Regions from separate parts of the Mus musculus genome. Here regions 2, 3, 4 and 5 are each linked to region 1. Evidence: chromatin contacts called from public Hi-C, HiCAR-type and promoter capture Hi-C data. All regions are on one chromosome and are shown on one strand. The core of a region is the stretch at or near the end of the contact, and the rest is flanking DNA. Distances in the headings are between cores, read along the strand shown. Region 1 holds the start of Ptprk (protein tyrosine phosphatase, receptor type, K). Region 2 overlaps Lama2 (laminin, alpha 2). Region 3 overlaps Lama2 (laminin, alpha 2). Region 4 has its middle 19 kb from the start of Themis. Region 5 overlaps Ptprk (protein tyrosine phosphatase, receptor type, K).

Region 1 (3,747 bases), core at 717-3,216:
AGGATAAAGCTCCAAGTTGCTTGCCCAAAATGTTACTGCATTTTTTCTGGTTTTATTGAGATGGCATCTCTATTAATTCCTTTTAAGGATTTCCTTCTCTGTCTTCCTTTCCCCTCCCTTGTTTGGGTAAATTACTTTCTCCCTAGTCTTGTTTCCTTGTATGTGTACCACAAGACTCTTACCTGAACTTGATTCCTAACTGTGGTAGTGTCCATTTAAGATGCCTGGTACACTTTAGGCACCCTCACAGCATTTTCGTACTGTTATTTCTCTACCATAGAGAAAATGAACCAAATTCTTTATCCCTTGACTCCGGGAATGACTATGACAAGAAGTGAGGTTCTATCCACTATCTGTAGGTCTCGGAAGGGCTTCGTTTGCATGCTTACTCAAACAAATTGCCAAGTGATGAACATTTTTCATGCAAGAATAGACAGACAAATTCATATATGGACAGACAAGTTTCCTTTGCCTTTACTCTGGCAAATTACTGCTAATTTTAGAAAGTTTTGCTAAGTCTTCAGAAAAGAAAATAATAGGTTTTTGGTTACCTGTGATCTAATAAAGCTCTTTAGTGTACGAAATAAGGACCCTTGGTAGAGTGTGCTTAAAGTTATAGGTTAATGAGCTAAGGAACATTGACATTGTACCCAGAGGGAGATGACTGAACTATGCTGAACTGAATTGACAAGTGTTGGGCTTGTTACAGGTACTAATGAGCAGTCATCAAGGCTGTAGCGTAACGGACTTTCTATCCTCAGCAAATAAAAAAGAAACCCATTTTCTCCCTTCTTCATCAATATGTATAATATATGTGCATAGATGTGTGTGTGTGTAGTATACAGTCACTTGCATCTATTCCAAACCTAGTCATAACAGCATGTATTAATTACAGAAATATGTGGCTCGGTTAATGATGAGAATGCTGTATTAAATTGAATTTCACTTCATTTTGATTTTAAAAGGCTAAAGACATTTTGAGTGACTGACAGGTGCCAATCAAGGCTATTATTAGCAGTTGCATATATAGCATCAAAATTCAAAAAAAAAGTTAGGCTTATTCAGTTTTGGTCATACTTACATGTGTCATAATTTGCAGACATGAGTAAAAGTAAGCAACTATACAGCGTTGCTACAGAAGCAAGTGAAGGTGGCATTTGGAGAAATCACACCAAGCTGCTAAGGTAGCAAAACTGACTTCCTGCCTGTAACACAGCACACAGCATTGGGTTCCTTCGGAGCAACCATGCTGTGCTCATTGTTGGGATAAACTCCTTTTATTAAATACTTATTTCTTATATAGCTACAAGACAGTAAAAATCAAAACAAAACCAAGTCTTGCTCTACTCCACCAGGCTATGCGAAGGCTGAGCGGCTGGGAGCTTCCCAATGACAAATAAACCAGAAACGAGGCACGCCAGCTGTTCACACTGGAAACTTACCCAACATTTTATTTTGGTCCAAGTTTTATTTATTTCGTGAACAAACGAGAGTAAGTTTTCAATGGGGTAGGGAGCCTTATTCCTTATCCTATCAATAAGGAAGAGTGAAATTTCAGTGCAGGTCGGCGTTTTAAAGGTCACATCTACGCTCCCTTTTCTTCCTACCACCAGCCGCTCTGGTGGGACCGCCACCTTGGGGACAGAACCCCAGGACACCTCTCCTCGGGCGCCTCCTCCGTCGTCCGCCCACAGTTCTGCCTCTCAGAGTTGAATCTCAGGGATCCGGCAGGGAGCTGCGCCAGGTCCCCCTTTCCCGCTCGCCGCCAGAGAGCCGCGCGGCCACCGAGCCCAGGTGGCGAACAAAGGCGGCGCGGGGCGCAGGGCGCGGGGCGCGCGGCCCGGCTGGCGCGCGTCTCCCTAGCAGGAGGCGGCAGTGGCGGCGGCGCGCACCGGAGCCCGCATTCCTCCGAAGCTGCCGGAGCCCGCGGGGCGACGTCACCCCAGGCTCCGCCCCCGTCCCTCCCAGAGCAAACTAACTCTGGACTACCCTGAGCAGCCTCTGCCTAGCATGGAGAGCGGCGGCCGCGGCTGGCGGGCGACGCTGGAGACGCTTTCGCCCGCGAGGTAGTTGGCCGACGTTGCGCAAGGACGAAAGTGCTGGCGGGTGGCCGCGGCGTCTCCGCGAGCCCCCCGACGAGGCCGGGCGGGCTGCTGGCTGGCGGATTTCACCGCGATTCCCCCGGAGGCTCTTTGCAAAGCTGCTTGAAACTTCTCCCAAACTCGCCATGGATGTGGCGGCCGCTGCGTTGCCTGCTTTTGTAGCTCTCTGGCTTCTGTACCCGTGGCCTCTCCTGGGGTCGGCCCTTGGCCAGTTCTCAGCAGGTGAGAGGTTGGGGGTGGTCTGTGTCTGTCCACAGTCTTGGACTCAGGCAGGAAGGACTGACTGATTGCTGGTGCTGGGTTCGGGGATCCAGGGGGCGTCCGCTTAAGGTGGCGGGGGTGGTGGTGGTGCAGGTTGGAGCTAGGTCTGTCCTGGGAGTTTGTGTCAGGCGGGACGCAGGGCCAAGAGCTGTGCGCCCCCGTGCGCAGGTAACTTTTACGTTCTCGACCCATTGTTTCTGAGGCTAGTCCGGCGCGCAGACAGCCCAGGGTGTGCTGGATGGAGTGTGTGGCGACCTTGCTTTTCCTGGGTGTTCTTTTTGCCTGGGAGTCGGGAGCAGTCCACAGCATTAGTTAGGGAAGTGAGGAAGAAAAAGTACTTAGGGCTCCCGGGACCACGATTTTATGGCTCGCTGAGCTGGCTAGTGGCTCTCTGTCGCCAGACTGTTCAAAATTTCCCCGGGAAGTCTTTGTGAGAATTGTGGAGACACATAGGGACCGATCTCGGTGTGTTCTGCCAGGTGCTTTTTGTCCCGGGTATAACCGCCTCTGACTATTGTCCAGCTACTTCCCGGTGCCTCCTGGAGGCTCCTTCCTCCTCTGCTGAGGGTTCAGAGTTGCTCCTGGATAGATTACAGAGCACACAGCGTGGAGCACGTTGTATGTATACATTGGCAGAGTCCGTACGACGTTTGTAAATGTAGCTCTAAGGGTAGATTCAGAGCTGTCCTGGGCAGCGAGTTCTGGGCTCCCATTCCCGGAAGGCTTACCCTATTTATGGGGCGAAGCCACCACAAAGCTCAAATCTGGCTCCACACCACCCTGAGTCCGCCTGGGTGACCTGGGCTGGGAACGTTCGCTGTTCTCCTGGACAACCCAGGAGTGAGACGTGATGCGATATTCCAGGCTATCCCTTTGAGTTCTAAGTAAAACCGCTCAGATAAGTCCCAGGATTCCGGGTCTTTCAGACTGGTGGTCTCTGTTCCCGTCCAGTTTTGATATCCTGCCTGTAGGTCGCTGGCTTCTATGTATCTGCCGGCTCTGAAGTTTCACCAGGTGGACGCTGGGGAGCGGGCTCCCAGGTTTAAGCCTCTGCCTCCCACAAGGCTTTACAACTTTTCTGGTTAACCCACCCAGCCCAGCAAGGTTGGAGGGCGCATCCGCTGCTGCCTTGGTTCCCAGTGTTTGTGGAAACACAGAGTGGCCAGAGGGTGACGGGAAACGCGACAGCCGCGCTCCTGGCTGAACCAGCAGGATGGGAAGACAGAACTTACTTTGTACTTGATAGTTTCATTGTTGAGACTGCTCGATTTCCTGGAAATACACTCACCATGATGTTTTCCGGAGCAAATCGTCCCTTAGCTTTTCTTTCCCCCTCCCCTTTAGGAGTTAGACCTCGGAGTCTGGAGCTTGAGTGTATCCTCCT
Region 2 (3,747 bases), core at 574-3,073, 900 kb before region 1:
TTCATGAGATGGTTAGCTAGAACAGAACTCCCTAGTTAGAACCATGACTTGGGTGTAAAAGCCCTTGCCCTAGGAGAGTAAAGACCTCATACCTGGCTTCTAAGACTATAGCTGAGTTATACCCATACACACGTATTTACAGTGGCCTAAGGGACTATACAATAGACTAAAATAGGAAGTGGACTATACAATAAGTGGACTATACAATAGACTATACAATAGACTAAAATAGGAACTATGGCAAGGGCGCGAAGCCCTCGACCCTGGCTTCTAAGATTAAGTGAATCTTAGGTGGAGCCCTTTTTGATCCCAGTTGTTAACAATGAATTCTATCCCAGGTGATTCCGGTTAGACCTTTTGTGTTTGCATTCCTCTGTTTTATGTAAGATTCCGGTTACCTCATTTGTACCTTGCGAATATGTCACCCAACTTCCTTATTGTCTTCTGCATAAAAAGTCTGATGCTCGACTTAACAAAACACATTCAGATCCAACACAAACTCTCCTGTGTGCGTCTGTTTGTCACTCATCCGATGCTTTGCCCACCCACGACGAGAGACCAGTTCCATGCAGACAAAGGAGCCCAGAGGGTCTGCGGCACAAAAACTCTTAAACTCTTTAAGTTTTGAGCCACCTCTCAGCCTAAGAATGATTTTTTTAAATGAACTACTGCTACCAAGCTTTATTGAAGAAGGATGAGACTCTAATATTAAAATCATGAATTAGAAAGGTTGTTGATTATTTATCTACTTAACATTTTATGTTACTCCTCATCAATAAAATTTATAAAATAATTATTACAGATATGGTATATGACAAGAAATTAAAAATATATTTTAAAACAATAATTTATAACTATAAAAATATAAATAACTGAACAGTGATAGGTTGTAAATAAAAATGGTATGATATCAAACACATATTAAAAATTTTATGATAAAGACTAGTTAGTAACTTGCTAACAGATACTTCAATCTTAACTACTGAAATTAAGATGTATAATATATTTAATTTTAATGTATAAAATATATAACCTCTCTTTTATAATAGTTCAACCATAAGATACAAAATGTTTGAAGAGGAAGACAATAACATTCCCAGGTAAAAGAAAAAAAAAACTGACCTGTATAAATGCAGCAATTCCTTAAAGAACAGTTTACTTCAATTACAATCAAAATCCTAGTTATATATAAAACTCAGTTAAATATAACTTTCAAAATAGTGAATAAAAATGTCACTGGAAGGAATATATGGAATCTAGTTAAGGAAATTAAAGAATTAAGGGTGATAAAATCTGTATTTACTATATAACACATTCTAAAAGGAAGGGAAAGAAAGCATTATAGTAAAAGCAAAAAGCCAAGTAGAACAGAAGATATGACCCTTAAGCAGATTTTAATATTGAAAAAGATAATAATGCATATTTAGAAATCATTAGTTATGAAAAAGTAGTGATATTAATCAATAAAATGTGTCTTCTCAATAATATCTTTGAAGGAAAAACACATAACTTTCACATACCACAAAAACTTTTAGAATTACTAAAGAAGAATTAAAATTAAGTGGTAGGAACCATGTAAATACTGTGGAATCACAGTCAAGGTGCTTATAGTTATGTGCCTGTATAAGATCACTATGGAAACGTGTATTTAGAGAAACAAAAGGCATTGAATTTTGGGAATGCAATGTACTGATACCAGGATGAGAAAAGAAAAGAGGATGAAGGGAGGAGCTGGGGGCAGGGATTTGAAACATTCACAGTAGTGTGGCTGGAAAATCAACCAAACATAGACTTTCAAAAAGAATGTGGAGACTCATGGTGACAAATTCTGTTGATATGCCAAGAAGGATAAATCCTGGGGCTGAGTGAGTCACAGGCTCTCTCACAGTCCTGGAAGTTAAACTGGAGTCCACATAGACTGAGGAACTGCAAATCGAGTATTGAAAACTCTTTGATGATGGAGGGAGAGGTAGTTAGAAGGAGGTAGAGCCAAAAGGCTTCTGTTCTCTTAAATGGTGCAGATGGGATGGGAGATTAAGAGAATAGTATCCTGAAATGGCAGAAAGTGTGAGGATCAGACATACACAGTAAAGCCTTGGTCTGTCCTTCCCAAACTTAATCTCTCATTAACCATTCTCTAGACTCTGAACACAGGCCCTAATACATGCTACATAAGTGCTTCACTATAAGTTGTATTTCTAGCCTAACAGTCTGTCTTTTCCAGAATGATTAATTCTTCCAATGTAAGGGAAAGAGTCAGAGTAAGAGGTAATGGAGACAAAAAGTGATCAAGGGTTGCGTTGCTGAGGTCATGTGAGCTATGGTTTCCTTTCTTCTGCTTGACAATGGTTTCATAGAAAGTGACACCGAGGGCTGAGGAAATGTCTAAGTCAGAAAAACACACACACCCATGAGGATCTGGGTTTGAGTTCCAGGACTCATATAAGAGGCTAGAAATGTGTTGTGTCATTGTAATCCTAGCACTGTGGGACAGCACTCTCTGGCCTGCCACCATGGGTGACTTGGCAAGTGCCATGGCACTGTCTCAAAAAACAAAGAGAAAGAGAAGAAGAAAAAGAAAACCAAGGTGGATGGAGGATGAAGAGTGATATGAAAGCTCATGAAGTCATCTGCTTTTCAAAATGAGGGCGTGAGAAATGTAGTGTAAGTCTTGATGATGAGATTAAGATGTTGAGATGCTAAGGGCTGAACAGGAAAGAAACAGACAGAGGCTCAAACCAGAAGATATTCAAAATGGAGAAGCAAAGGCAGAAAAAAACTGAGAAGGCAAAGAATGGAGCATTGACTTTTATGAATATTAAGATCAAGAAGGATTCCATCAGCACTTTTGTTAGATAAAGGAAATGACACAATAGAAAACCATTATGGAGTCAGGGGTCTGCTGGGGGGCAGGGTGAGTGGTTAACTAAACAAGCAGAGACAGAGGTGGGAATGATCTAAAGCTGTCTGGTGCTATAGAGGAAAAAGTGTGGAAGGCTGAGACTGGCAGTGCGGGACAGGAACACCCACCCTCTCTTCAGGGTCAGGAATGTGAAAAATAGGAGAAAGCAATGACTACTACTTAGGAGGGCCACAGGGCTGACAGCATGTGAGAAGAGAGACAGGATGCCGTGAAGAGAAATTAGGGGAAGAGGAGAATTCTACACATGGGATTTTATTGATGCTTTACAGTGAGTTCTACAGGGTTCAGTGGAAGGATTTCAGAAGACTAGAGGAAGAAGATGGGAGAAATGGATGCCCAGAGCCATAAAGTGATTCAACTTTAGGGGATCAGCAATGACAGGGGATTCTGAAATACCAAGGGTGAGAGAGCAGAGAGTCCAGATGGTTCAAAAGCAAATAGTGGTTCAGGGTTCTGCTTGTTACCTGGAAGATGCAACACATAACTCTATCAGTATATACAATCAATGTATTTAAAGATGTTCATGATAGGTGCATGTAAAAGGCACAGTAAGATACTCTAGTAGTTCTGCACACCCTATTTTTGAACATAGACAAAACAAGTGGGGAATACTAAAAATACTAATATTTTGTCCTAGGTTGTATTGGGGAAAAGTTTTCTGTAACAACTTTTTCTTTTGATCTTCCTTTCTCCACTATCCCCCATTTCCTTTATTTTCTTTTTTAATTTGAATAACTGGAAATCAAAGTTAAGACCTCATACAGGCACTTTAAACATTTTGTTATAATTTCCAGATTTCATAAAAACCCACTTTTGCTTCTAAT
Region 3 (3,747 bases), core at 320-2,819, 880 kb before region 1:
TACAGTCCAAATAGACCTTAGGATGGGTCCAATTGTGAAGTTTATTTGAGAAGTTACTGTGGGAATAACTGAGATCATTAACTGTATGTTTAGATAGCACTATACCCAATGTCAAAATTAAATTAAAATCAAATACAATGTTTAATTAGCAAAAGAGGATTGATTCTCCTTTGCTCTATGAGTGAATGGTTGCAGGCTTGATTCTCCTACACAGGCAGCTGAAATGACATGGTTGCTCACCTCTTTGCACAGAGCAGTTCTCCATGGCAAAAAGAACAAGAGTCTCTAATTCTCAAATTAATTGTTTTTTTTTTTTACATAATAGTCACCCAAGTTGAATGTATGCTCATAAATAATTTCTAATAGCTACATGGGTTTTTATAAATCCTCCTAATAGAAAAATGTGCACTTACTCAGAAATTTAGATTTTTTTTAAAGCAATAGTTCAACATAATAAGATTCAAATGCGCCTTCAATCAATATAATGTTTATTCAGTGTTTATTCACTAAAGAATACCCCCAAATAACTTTTATAGACATGCAGGCATATCTCTGCTTGATTTATACACTGCCTATAAAGAATACGCTTTAATTTCAAGAATTTTACTATAAGTGTGGAGAGCAAACTCATGTGCATTCCCATGAGTTTTTATTTTTTAAAATAATTACAAGTAACAGAGTAGATACTTGGGTTTGACTTAAAAAAAGTCACTTAGAAACTTAGCCTGCTGTTCACACTCAACAAAATCTTTCATTTTTCAAAATGCAGCACTATAGAATTTCAAACGAAATAATACCACGAGAAGTAAGGAAATGAGCGTCCTGTCTACTGTTTGTGATTCCCAGTCACATATTGAAGCCAGATGTCTTAACTTAATGAAACACTTAGCAGTACTTTAATTCTTTTTGAGGTCAGGGTATTCTAGGCTAGTTAATGCTAAATTTTTACAAATTCTTTGAGAATTTTGAAAAAAAAATTATATTTTTATCGTATTCAGTCTTAATCCTCTGTCTGCTAACTCTTCCCAGACCTACTCTTTATGGTGTATTTTCTTTTTAGTTTTTAATTTTTTAAATAACCAATCAGCTCTAATTTGTGCTGATAATATGCTTTTGTTGTGGGCCAGCCGCCAGAGCATGAACAGCGTATGAGCAGTTGGACCTTAATAAAGCGCACACACACACACACACACACACACACACACACATCAACTTACCTACTTATTTTTAGAAACTAGTTCTGTGTTTAAGTCATTAAACCCTAACATTAAAACACAAGAAAACTGCATTTAGGCACTGAATAATAAAGCAACGAACTGTTATTTCTGAGAAAAGAGAAGAAACAAGGCTGGGAGTAGCTGCAGCTTCTAGGCTGTACCACTAGAGAGAAAGCTGACCAAGCAAAGGCCCAGCAGACAGTCTAACTGTCTGTACAAATGGCACTGGTTTTGAAAATCCAAAGAAGCTAACATTTGCAGGAGCAAGCATAATGTGCTGAGAATGGGAATTCTACATTGAGAACTCTAGAGCTGTGCAGAAGAATATGTGAAGCTGGGGTTGATAGGGGATGTGCACAGGAAAGAAATGACATCATGCTGGGAAAGCGAATCACTGAAGACATGTAGGAGGAAACACTTTAGACCTCACAGAAAACTTAAACGGTTTAATCACTCTGACTAGAACTTGGAAGAAACTCAACAAGGCTTTGGCTTATCAGAGCGTTGGAGGGAGGCTGATTCGCCCTAGGCTTAAGGTTTTGTAGCACCTTCCACAAGAAAATACATAAGCGAGACTCATAAAGGTCGAAATGGTCAGTGAATAAACAATGCTGGGTAAATCCCAACACTCTTTAAAAACAATACAACAAAACCTACAATAAGCTATATCTAAATACGCAGAAAATGCTGGGAATGAGAAATACAGCTGGAGGGTTTATAATAAGATCCATTCCTTGCTATAAAACTATAGTAATTAAGACACTGAAATATTCAGAAAATTAAATAAGGAAATAGAAAAGTCCAAAAACCATGAACATGAGACCAGTTTCTCTAAAAAAGGAATTAAGCTAATTCGATAGGAAGGGAGTCCTTTCAATAAATACTGTTGGAAAAATTAGACATTAAAAAAGTAAATTTAATTTCCTCACACTAGATAAAAATTGATAGTAAATGTAATATGTTGGATCTAAATTTAAGAGGTAAGATAAAATTATAAATCTTTGCAAAGAAAACAACAACAACCAAAAAAAGGAAATCTATAGATTTGGGCAAACAAATTGTTCCAAAGAAAAGTATAAGAAACTGGATCTAGAAAAGAAATGATACACTTGTTCACACATACAAAAATTAGATGAAGATACTAAGTACAGAGCTAGCTATATTCTCGGTTTATGTGTGTGCATGTTGTGTGTGTGTGTTAAAAAAACATATATTTACAATACACAAAGCTTTTATAATTAATTTTCATGGAACACATTCTCAGAAGGAAAGTGAGCGACAGATTTAACAACTTCTTAACAGAATGCATGTAAATGGCAAACAGTTGATTAAATAAGCAACCCAATGCCTACCATTGTTATGCATAAAGAATTGCAAAAGAGAAAAGCAGAGATACATAACAAACTAAATAATTAATATTAAAATAGAATTGGCTGTGTTGGCAAAGATATGGGGTATTCTTAAGAGAAATTAGAATTTAGGTTTTATGAATATACTGCTAACTCCCACACTAATGTTCATAGCAAAGTTACTAATGGATGCTCCAAACTGCCTATCAGTATAAACAAATTAACAGGATCCAGTAGAATATATAATGTATTGTTATTACTAAGCAACTAAATTGAACAAACTTTGGGTATATGCAATAGGATGGATAAACTACAAAAAGCGTAAGACTAAAGGACAGAAGACAAATCACATTCTCCTCAAGGTAAGACAAAACAAAATATAGAATATTATTCTATTTTCATAAAGGTGAGAAAATCTGTAAGCTACACTATTAAAACAATGCAGTGGTACCAGGAGGTGTGAAGGCCAGCTGATTTTTAGCCCAGAAACTTAGGATAGCGAGATATAAGGTACAATTTGCAAAACACATGAAACTGAAGAAGAACGAAGACCAAAGTATGGACACTTTGCCCCTTCTTAGAATTGGAAACAATCACCCATGGAAGGAGTTACAGAGACAAAGTTTGGAGCTGATACAAAAGGATGGACCATCTAGAGACTGGCATATCCAGGGATCCGTCCCATAATTAGCCTCCAAACGATGACACCATTGCATATACTAGCAAGCGTTTGTTGCAAGGACCGTGATATAGCTGTCTCTTGTGAGACTATGCCGGGGCCTAGCAAACACAGAAGTGGATGCTCACAGTCAACTATTGGATGGATCACAGGGCCCCCAATGGAGGAGCTAGAGAAAGTATCCAAGGAACTAAAGAGATCTGCAACCCTGTAGGTGCAACATTATGAACTAACCAGTACCCTGGAGCTCTTGACTCTAGCTGCATATGTATCAAAAGATGGCCTAGTCAGCCATCACTGGAAAGAGATGCCCATTGGACATGCAAACTTTATATGCCCCAGTCCAGGGGAATGCCAGGGCCAAAAAATGGGAATGGGTGGGTAGGGGAGTGGGGGGAAAGGGTGTGGGGGACTTTTGGGATAGCATTGGAAATGTAATTGAGGAAAATACGTAATAAAAAAAAGAATGAGAAAGTTGTTTGGGGTTTTATTATAGATTTAT
Region 4 (3,747 bases), core at 867-3,366, 580 kb after region 1:
TTTATTTCTCTTCTTCAAGCCTTTGATACTTTCCTTACCAGTCTTCATAAGTTCTTCCAGCATCCTGCTTGCCCACAGACCAGTGTCCTCTGGTGTTAATATTTACTACAAAGGTCCAATTGTAGTGCCGTATCCAATTTGAGGAATCCATTGCTTCCTACAAATGTGTGGATCAAAGTTGATGTTTGCTCTCTGTCCTGATTGCAGTGCCCATGTGATTGTGTTGGATTCAGGATGTTACTGTGTATTTCTGGCTCACGATCTTATGCAGTCACAATCACACAAGGATTACAGTGGGAGCAGCCAAGGCCTGCACTTTGCTCTTTTGATATTGTCTTGGCACTTCTCTACTGTTCTCTCTTTCAGGTTACTGTGAGCTTCCTAACTACATGTTGGCCTCAGAGATGAACTTCCCAATGATCTATTCAGGGATCAAAGATGACTATTTTAAAAAGGAAGAAAGAAGACTGCTTGCCTATATCACTGGGCTTCACAATTTGACAAGCCTGGTATCTGCTACATTTGATAGGTTTTGAGATCATCATAAACCCACAAAAATTCAAGGTCAAGGTCATTCTGTTTTGCCTCTTGAAGGAGAAAGGAGAGAGCATAATGGTCAATTTGATTTTGCATATTTTTAATTAGCTCAGAAAGCGTGTGTCTTTGGCATGTAAAGATATGAAAGTGGCACAATCAGAAAGACAAGGCTAGGCCCTTCTGGGACGAGAGTCTTTGTGGCACCAAGGAATAAAAGCTACTACAGTGATAAATATGTCTAACATAAGATTTGGCATTTTTCATCATCACAAAACCAAAATACAGAACCATTGTAACTCTCAAACAGTATGTTTTGGGCAAAACCAGTTGCTGGGAAGACTTGAACCATGATAAGTGTTAAGAAAGAAACCAGTGTCCCCAAAGGGGACCAGTGCAAAAAAAGAAGAGAGGTGTGGGGCTGGTAACCTATCAGCAGAGTTGGACAACACTTGTTGCAGAGATCAAGGGTTGGGAAAAAACCCTGAGATGCAGCCATGACAGCATTGTGAAACACAGCCATCCCTGTGCATGAAAAACCCAAGTGGGACTCATCACAGCCTATTTCCACAGTGACATGTGCAAGCACAGGTTCACGCATTAGGAGGAGCAGAATGTTTAAAGCACGTGGCTCTTTCTTAGTATAAAGACTGATCACCCTGATGAACAGAGAGCAGTCTTACTCCTGCAGAGAGAGAACAGCTCTAAAAGAGTTACAGGTAATGCAGTGATTCCATGGGAAAACATTGTTGTTATTGTTGTTGTTGGTGGTGGTAGTGGTGGTGTTAATTCTACTTCTGCAGAACCCATCGTAACGGCTACTTAAAAACGAACATTCTACTCTTTAAAAACTGGGGAAAATTGACATTGAACTCACCTTTTGGTTTAATATATTCTGAGCAACCATGTTCTCTAGCATGTGGCTATATTACATTTCTGAGGCTGAGTAACTCAGACACTAGGACAGATAAGCTAAGTGAAAATCCTGGTTTCATTCTGGTGTTATTATAACTCTTTGCTGTCAGGAGAGCCAGGCTGTTTGACTTCCATTCTGTATGAAATTGTCAGTTGATAGGCAAAACGTCAAGAATAATTAAAGATATAGGATCCGTATACTCCCTTGGGAAAAGCAATCTTTTGCAAATACATTTAAATGAATTCAGTACCCTTTCTTCTAATAGTGCTTATCAGGGTGTAAACATTTATTTTAAATTTCATAATGATGCCTCTTTAAAAATAAATTACAGTGTTAAAGTAACAGAGGTGGGTGTGGATAAGAAAGGGAAAGAAAATCTCAGGATCACTCCCCAAGTGTCTCCTGCTGTCTCATGTACTCTTGAAGTATGCCAACTAAATCCCCAAACACGTCCTGTTACCTGAGACTTCAGTAAAGTGTCTCAAGAAATGTTTAATTCATGCATATCTCTTATTCAGCATGCCAGGAAGAGAGAAATTTGTTTTTTGATGGGGAGGGGTGGGGAGGGAGGAGGGGAGCTTGGTTTTGGTAAATGCTACAGGCTTGCTCAGCAGCTGCTGTGAGGCATTTGCATAAGTTAGGAAAGGGGAGGTTGACAGTTGCCCAGAAATATTGGCGGTTCTCTTTGGTGAATCAGACTTTGACACTCAGATTAGGACACAGATGAAATGTCACTGACTCCTCCACAAAAACATTGGATGTTTGTTTTTTGTGATATTAGTATCATGCTTTGAATTGCCTCAAAAATTAAGTGTTGTGTTTAGAGTTGGAGCCAGTGCAGCAGAACTGTTTTTGAAAAAATGATGTGGAAATTGGAATTCCATTAATCCAACTCACCAAGAGATTTCCCTAGTATGAGGACACCATGGATATCATTTAGATACCTTACCTGCTTAAATTCTGCAACAGTCAAGGAGAGTCACATGCCCCATATAATATCTTTCTCAAAAGATGATAAAACTGAGTCAAAGAATATCAATTTATTGCTTGGAGTCTATCTAGTGGTGATAGGCAGAGCTGGGACTACATGACTTCAAGATCAATGTTTCCAGTTGTATTACTGTGTCTGGGTAGGTGAACAGAGGGCAGGAAAATGATACTAACATGGACTTCATATAATATTCTTCTATCTCATTTAATACTGATTCATTGAGTGTAATTTTTACCATTTAGTAGAATGTGGAAGGGGTTAGATTTGCATGACTGATTGTAGTTACTCTCAAGGCAGATAGTAAAATGGGATGGAAATTACTCAAAACCAGAGTCAAATATTTGGATTTCATTTTACTTACTTTACAAAGGAGGTCAATGAACATGGACACACTGTGATAACATGAAGAGAAGACAAGCAAATCAACTTTCAGAGGGTTTTCAATTGTGGCTGTTCTTTTCCCCTGATTCCCAGCTGTGTGATTGTTGTTGTTGTTGTTGTTGTTGTTGTTGTTGTTGTTGTTGTTTTGGGACAGGGTCTTACTATGTTGCTCTAGATACTCTGAAAGTCACTAAGTAAATCATGCTAGCCTTGAACTTACAGAGATTCACATGCCTCTGCCTCTTCCTTAGTGAGTATTCTATTGCTGTAAAGAGGAACCATGAGCATGGCAACTGTTACAAAAGAAAACATTTAATTGGGGCTGACTCAGTTCTGTTCAGAAGCATAGTCCACTATCATCATGGCAGAAAACCTGTGCTTTCTAGATAAAGACAATGCAAATCTACAATGGGGTGGGGATATATCTAAGAAGGTAATTAAATAAGCATGCTAATGCTGTTTTGGATGCATATATAATGTTAAAGGTTGGTCTCCTAGATGCAGTATCACTGTCAGGAGAAGTTGGGTACCATTGGAGGTGGGTTCTAGGTTATTGTAGCCATGGTTTTCAAAGGGATTATGAACCTCAGCCCCATCCTCTTTTTTCTCACTTCCTGGCTGATTGGGTGGACAGTTTTCTCTGCCATACATTTCCCCACCATTGCTATGACACCCCATCAAAGAACCATGACAGTGGGGCTACCCAGTCTTCTCCTGAAACCTTAGGACAATGACCCTTCTTCTTCTAACTTAATTATAGCAGACATTTGTAGTGATGGAAGGTGATTAATGGCCATGGCCTCCAAAGAAACCTTGCCATGCATAATCCCCCAAACCACAATGGACCCTGTAATAGGGAATTAGTTAGAGAGTGAATTTGTTAATGTTGAGTCAGCCATAAGCTGGATAGTGCTAATGTAAATAA
Region 5 (3,747 bases), core at 356-2,855, 520 kb after region 1:
ATCCACACAATAAAAATTATGCAGTTGTTTTATGGTTTAACTCTTTCAAGTACCTGTCTGGACAACTTCTGTTTCAGGCAAATGGTTAGGATCTCAACATCTCTACATTACAACAAATTATGCCTGTCACATATTCCTGCTCATAAGCTCCTGAGAGAACTTCATCCTCTAGTATCCTCCCCTCTTCCCTTCACACACAAATGTAGAGGAGAATCCAAAGAAATGGGAGAATTTTTAAAGATAAGTGTCCTTTCCCAGGAGAGTGTGATGGTGTGACACGTGATTCCCCCAAAGGTACTAAGCATGTCTTTGCTTTCAGGAATGGCGGTGGGCGCAGTGGCATGTTCTGTGCCATAGGCATTGTTGTGGAGATGGTGAAGCGGCAAAATGTGGTGGATGTTTTCCATGCAGTAAAGACGCTGAGGAACAGCAAGCCAAACATGGTGGAAGCCCCGGTGAGCCACAGAATCTTTCGAGGGTCTCAGTGACTACTCAGTCATATACCTACTGACTTGTGGGTCTTCACGCACATAGAGGAAATCAGTCAGATGTGCACATGAAACTTGCTGGGACGTTGTGACTAATAGGTAGAGTGTAGCTAGTCTGGCTTTGCCTGTATAAATGCATTCCCCATCACATAACCTGTTGGGTGAAGAAAATGGTCTCATGCGATTTGAGAAGTGAAATTTGTCCTCCTTATTATCAGTGAATTTGTGCTGTGCAGTAAATAGTTCTAGGAAAATAAATCTCACTAAAGTGTAGTCACTTTTTTGCTTGTTGAGGCATATTGAGTTAAGTCGCAGATATACTCATAGGTCACCTCAGAATCTTAGACACCTATTTTCTGTTTGTTCACTTACTTTGTTTTAATTGACTTATTTTGGTGTGTGTGTGTGTGCGTGTGTGGGTGTTGTTAGGTATGGAACCCAGGATCTCAAGCATGCTAGGCCAGGCATTCTACCACTGACCTATATAAACAGACCTGACGCCCAGTGTTTTTGAAAGAGCAACTGAAGTTTATAGCAGCTATTATCCATAATCCTTCCCCATCTAATCCGAATGTAAATTGTCAGTCTGTCCTTGCTGTCAGCTGAAAAGCTTTTATCAGCCTTACAGTACAGTGCATATAATGTGACAAAAGTTCTTCTAAGCTCACAAAGCCTCTAAAATAAGGACAAATGGGGATATGTGAGCAAGGCTTCATCTAAATGGAGCTGTGTACCAAGTAAGAAAGTTACTGCCTCTGTAACATGCTTGACTTGGGGGTTACACATAAGTACAAAGAGACTGGGAAGGAAGAGCAGCTGCAGCAATCATAGAAAAGAAAGGGAGAAAAGCCAGGGCATCACTGTTGCTTGCCCTACTTTATCAAGATGATGGGAGCAACGGAGGTGTGGGGCTGTGGGAGGGAGAGAGGAGGAAGCGGGGGGGGGGGGGGAGAGGGAAAGAGAGTGAGGGAGAGGGAAAGAGGGAGAGAGAGAGAGAGAGAGAGAGAGAGAGAGAGAGAGAAATTTAGTAAGCTCTTGGTGTTTTTACCACTTCCTGCTTGGGGTTGTTCACACAGGAAGTGCATTGTTTCCTGAGACAAACATCTAAAGACTTCGGTTTATGCTGTTTCACTCTGGCTAGTGGCAGCTAACTTCTCCCTTTCTCAAAGAGTGCTCTTAGGAGACTCCAACTGGGACCAGATAACGTCACCTTCTCTGGAATGCAGGCAGTTGAGAAGGACAGAGAGTATTGATTTGAGAATTTTTACATACAGACTGGACAGTAGATAGTTATCACTCTCTGGTTTCAAGATGTATAACCTGTGAAATATACTCTGCCTGAAACATTTCAAGTCACATGCCTTCAGAAGTAACATCTGTCTCCAAATTTGCCTTTGATATACCACCTTTTGACTTCTAAGTTTACAGTTGAATATTTGTTCTAGAACCTTCCCATGAGTTACTGTTTTCCTTTTTTATTTATGTCCCACAAATCTTGACAGAGTTGACAGAATGCACTGCTTAATCAACATCAATGATTAATAAAGTTTACTATGGTTTGGGCTGAGTTTGATATGGAAATGTAGATTTAAACAAAATTGAGAGGCACTGACTGGCTGCAAGCATTTTTTTTTTTTTATCTTTGGTGGGACTTCTCCCAGGAAGCTAATGTAGAGCATATTTACGTTGGTTGTCAGAGATTCTGGATATTTTAATATTTACTTTAAGTTCTGCACTAGTTCAGCCTGCCTAGATTTTACCTGCTTGGACTGGGCTGGGAACTGTCCAATGAATTATATAATATAAGTCATCATTTATAACAGTCTCTGGTCTTTTTAAACTTCTTGATAGTGGATTTTAAGTGACTACACTCAAAAGAAGTGTTATTTTAACTCAAATGTTGCATTATCAACTTGATCAACAACATTGTCAATCAAGTTGTCTTAATTAAGAAGAGGTGTCAGGAATCTATTTAGGCATAAGTGAGCTTGAAGGGTTATTTCTTTTTAATTCTTAAATATTCCTTTTAAATTGGTTGAAATGGTACTCTGATACCATTGCAAAAGGTAGCATACAGGGGGTTCTTCTCATCTCTCTCTGTCTCTGTCTTTCACTGTCTCTACCTATCTGTCTCTCTGTCTCTCTCTTTCTCTCTCTCTTTCTCCCTCACTTTTATCTAAAGAGATCATTTGGAATATGGAGGAAAGCACAGGCACACACCAGCAGCAATACAAAACAGAAAGATATTGAAATAATCTAACAAGTAATCCAGATAATCCACATGGTAGATTTTTGCGTGATATAAAAAGACTCAGGATGTGTAACATACAACATGTAAAACAGAAAATCCTCTTGAGAACTCCGATTTTTTATTTTTCTGAGACGATTACTATGTCAATCGTGTACTCTTCCCCTCCCCCATGCCAAGACAGGGTTTCTCTGTGTAGCTCTGGCTGTTCTAGAACTCACTCTGTAGACCATGCTGGCCTTGAACTCAGAGACACACCTTGTCTGGTTGCTGGGATTAAAGTGTGGTCCACCACAGCCTGGTTCTTTACCTTTTTGTAAGCTGGGAAACATTCTTAACTATTTTAATCCTATAAAAATCCTTGGCACTATATTAAATGATAGGAAATTTAGGGCAAAGATAAAACATCTTTTTACTGTTTCTTTTTTTTCTTAAAAGGGATCATTAGACTTGAGAATAAAATATATATGGCCAGATGTTCCTGTTATATGCAAAATAAGTAATTTACGACTTTTAAATAATCTAAATTGGGTGTCAAGAACTCACACAGATGCTATTACTCACCATTAGCCTTTTGCTAACTCCTTTCATCCCTTCTGTTCTGACATGATGCAGGAGCAGTATCGTTTTTGCTATGATGTGGCGTTAGAGTACCTGGAGTCCTCATAGTTCGCTGAGACTATTTGCAGAGCATCCAAGCAGAAATCCATTCGTCTGTTGAGCCAGCAGCTGTTGTACCTGTTACTGCACCGAGAGATTTTAATGTACGGGGTGGGAGGCTTTTACATTGGAGAGGCAAATGTATTTTTCTTATAAAGTTGTGTATCTTAATAAAAAGGACTTGATCAGTTTCTGTGACTGTATGAGAGCATCCACATTTCATGCCACCTAATTTTATCTTTAATCAGAGGCAGATTTGGATGAGAAGTGGTCTGTGTCTGTCCAGTGACCACACAGCCTTTTCTCTCCTGCTTTCTGTAGAGCAGCTACCACACATTGCATGCACTTTGT

The links. Promoter capture Hi-C pulls out the DNA fragments that hold promoters and counts their contacts. A called contact is a pair of places that touch in the nucleus more often than the background predicts. HiCAR-type assays count read pairs that join an accessible place to other places.
Region 2: a contact with region 1 is called in a HiCAR-type map of astrocytes, with 2.6 times the contacts expected there. The contact joins the enhancer-like site here to the promoter of Ptprk in region 1. A contact is called at or near these places in 5 of 39 promoter capture datasets (HPC-7-derived erythroid cells, the SN4741 cell line, cranial neural crest and 2 more) and 3 of 115 datasets of contacts at active chromatin or transcription factors (astrocytes and embryonic stem cells).
Region 3: a contact with region 1 is called in a promoter capture Hi-C map of second pharyngeal arch cranial neural crest, with 4 times the contacts expected there. The contact joins the enhancer-like site here to the promoter of Ptprk in region 1. A contact is called at or near these places in 2 of 39 promoter capture datasets (the 3T3-L1 cell line and second pharyngeal arch cranial neural crest) and 2 of 115 datasets of contacts at active chromatin or transcription factors (embryonic forebrain and forebrain).
Region 4: a contact with region 1 is called in a Hi-C map of liver, with 5 times the contacts expected there. The contact joins the enhancer-like site here to the promoter of Ptprk in region 1. A contact is called at or near these places in 1 of 39 promoter capture datasets (liver), 3 of 484 Hi-C or Micro-C datasets (cortical neurons and liver) and 6 of 115 datasets of contacts at active chromatin or transcription factors (all in embryonic stem cells).
Region 5: a promoter capture Hi-C map of trophoblast stem cells shows a contact between it and region 1, with 2.5 times the contacts expected there. The contact joins the enhancer-like site here to the promoter of Ptprk in region 1. A contact is called at or near these places in 7 of 39 promoter capture datasets (the 3T3-L1 cell line, 3T3-L1-derived adipocytes, hippocampal neurons and 2 more) and 2 of 115 datasets of contacts at active chromatin or transcription factors (astrocytes and embryonic stem cells).

Annotation. Positions count from the first base shown.
Region 1 is chr10:28,072,854-28,076,600 of GRCm38.p6, forward strand. Ptprk (protein tyrosine phosphatase, receptor type, K) reads left to right here and starts at 1,967. Exons shown (of 32, transcript NM_008983.2): 1 at 1,967-2,324. The coding sequence starts at 2,228.
Region 2 is chr10:27,172,633-27,176,379 of GRCm38.p6, forward strand. All of the region lies in intron 29 of Lama2 (laminin, alpha 2), which reads right to left. Among named protein-coding and RNA genes, the nearest start is that of Gm40618, 190 kb to the left of the region's middle. Within about 2 kb of position 1,824, at least 20 of the 459 cell types and tissues checked have an H3K27ac peak or open chromatin away from gene starts, as enhancers often do. A contact at or near this core is called in the SN4741 cell line and astrocytes, where this site is marked.
Region 3 is chr10:27,193,337-27,197,083 of GRCm38.p6, forward strand. The region is part of intron 22 of Lama2 (laminin, alpha 2); the gene reads right to left. Among named protein-coding and RNA genes, the nearest start is that of 4930579H20Rik, 190 kb to the right of the region's middle. Within about 2 kb of position 1,570, at least 8 of the 459 cell types and tissues checked have an H3K27ac peak or open chromatin away from gene starts, as enhancers often do. A contact at or near this core is called in second pharyngeal arch cranial neural crest, where this site is marked.
Region 4 is chr10:28,647,810-28,651,556 of GRCm38.p6, forward strand. No RefSeq gene overlaps it. Among named protein-coding and RNA genes, the nearest start is that of Themis, 19 kb to the right of the region's middle. Within about 2 kb of position 2,117, at least 6 of the 459 cell types and tissues checked have an H3K27ac peak or open chromatin away from gene starts, as enhancers often do. A contact at or near this core is called in liver, where this site is marked.
Region 5 is chr10:28,592,451-28,596,197 of GRCm38.p6, forward strand. It overlaps Ptprk (protein tyrosine phosphatase, receptor type, K), which reads left to right. Exons shown (of 32, transcript NM_008983.2): 31 at 320-455; 32 at 3,352-3,747. The coding sequence ends at 3,405. Among named protein-coding and RNA genes, the nearest start is that of Themis, 74 kb to the right of the region's middle. Within about 2 kb of position 1,606, at least 92 of the 459 cell types and tissues checked have an H3K27ac peak or open chromatin away from gene starts, as enhancers often do. A contact at or near this core is called in trophoblast stem cells, where this site is marked.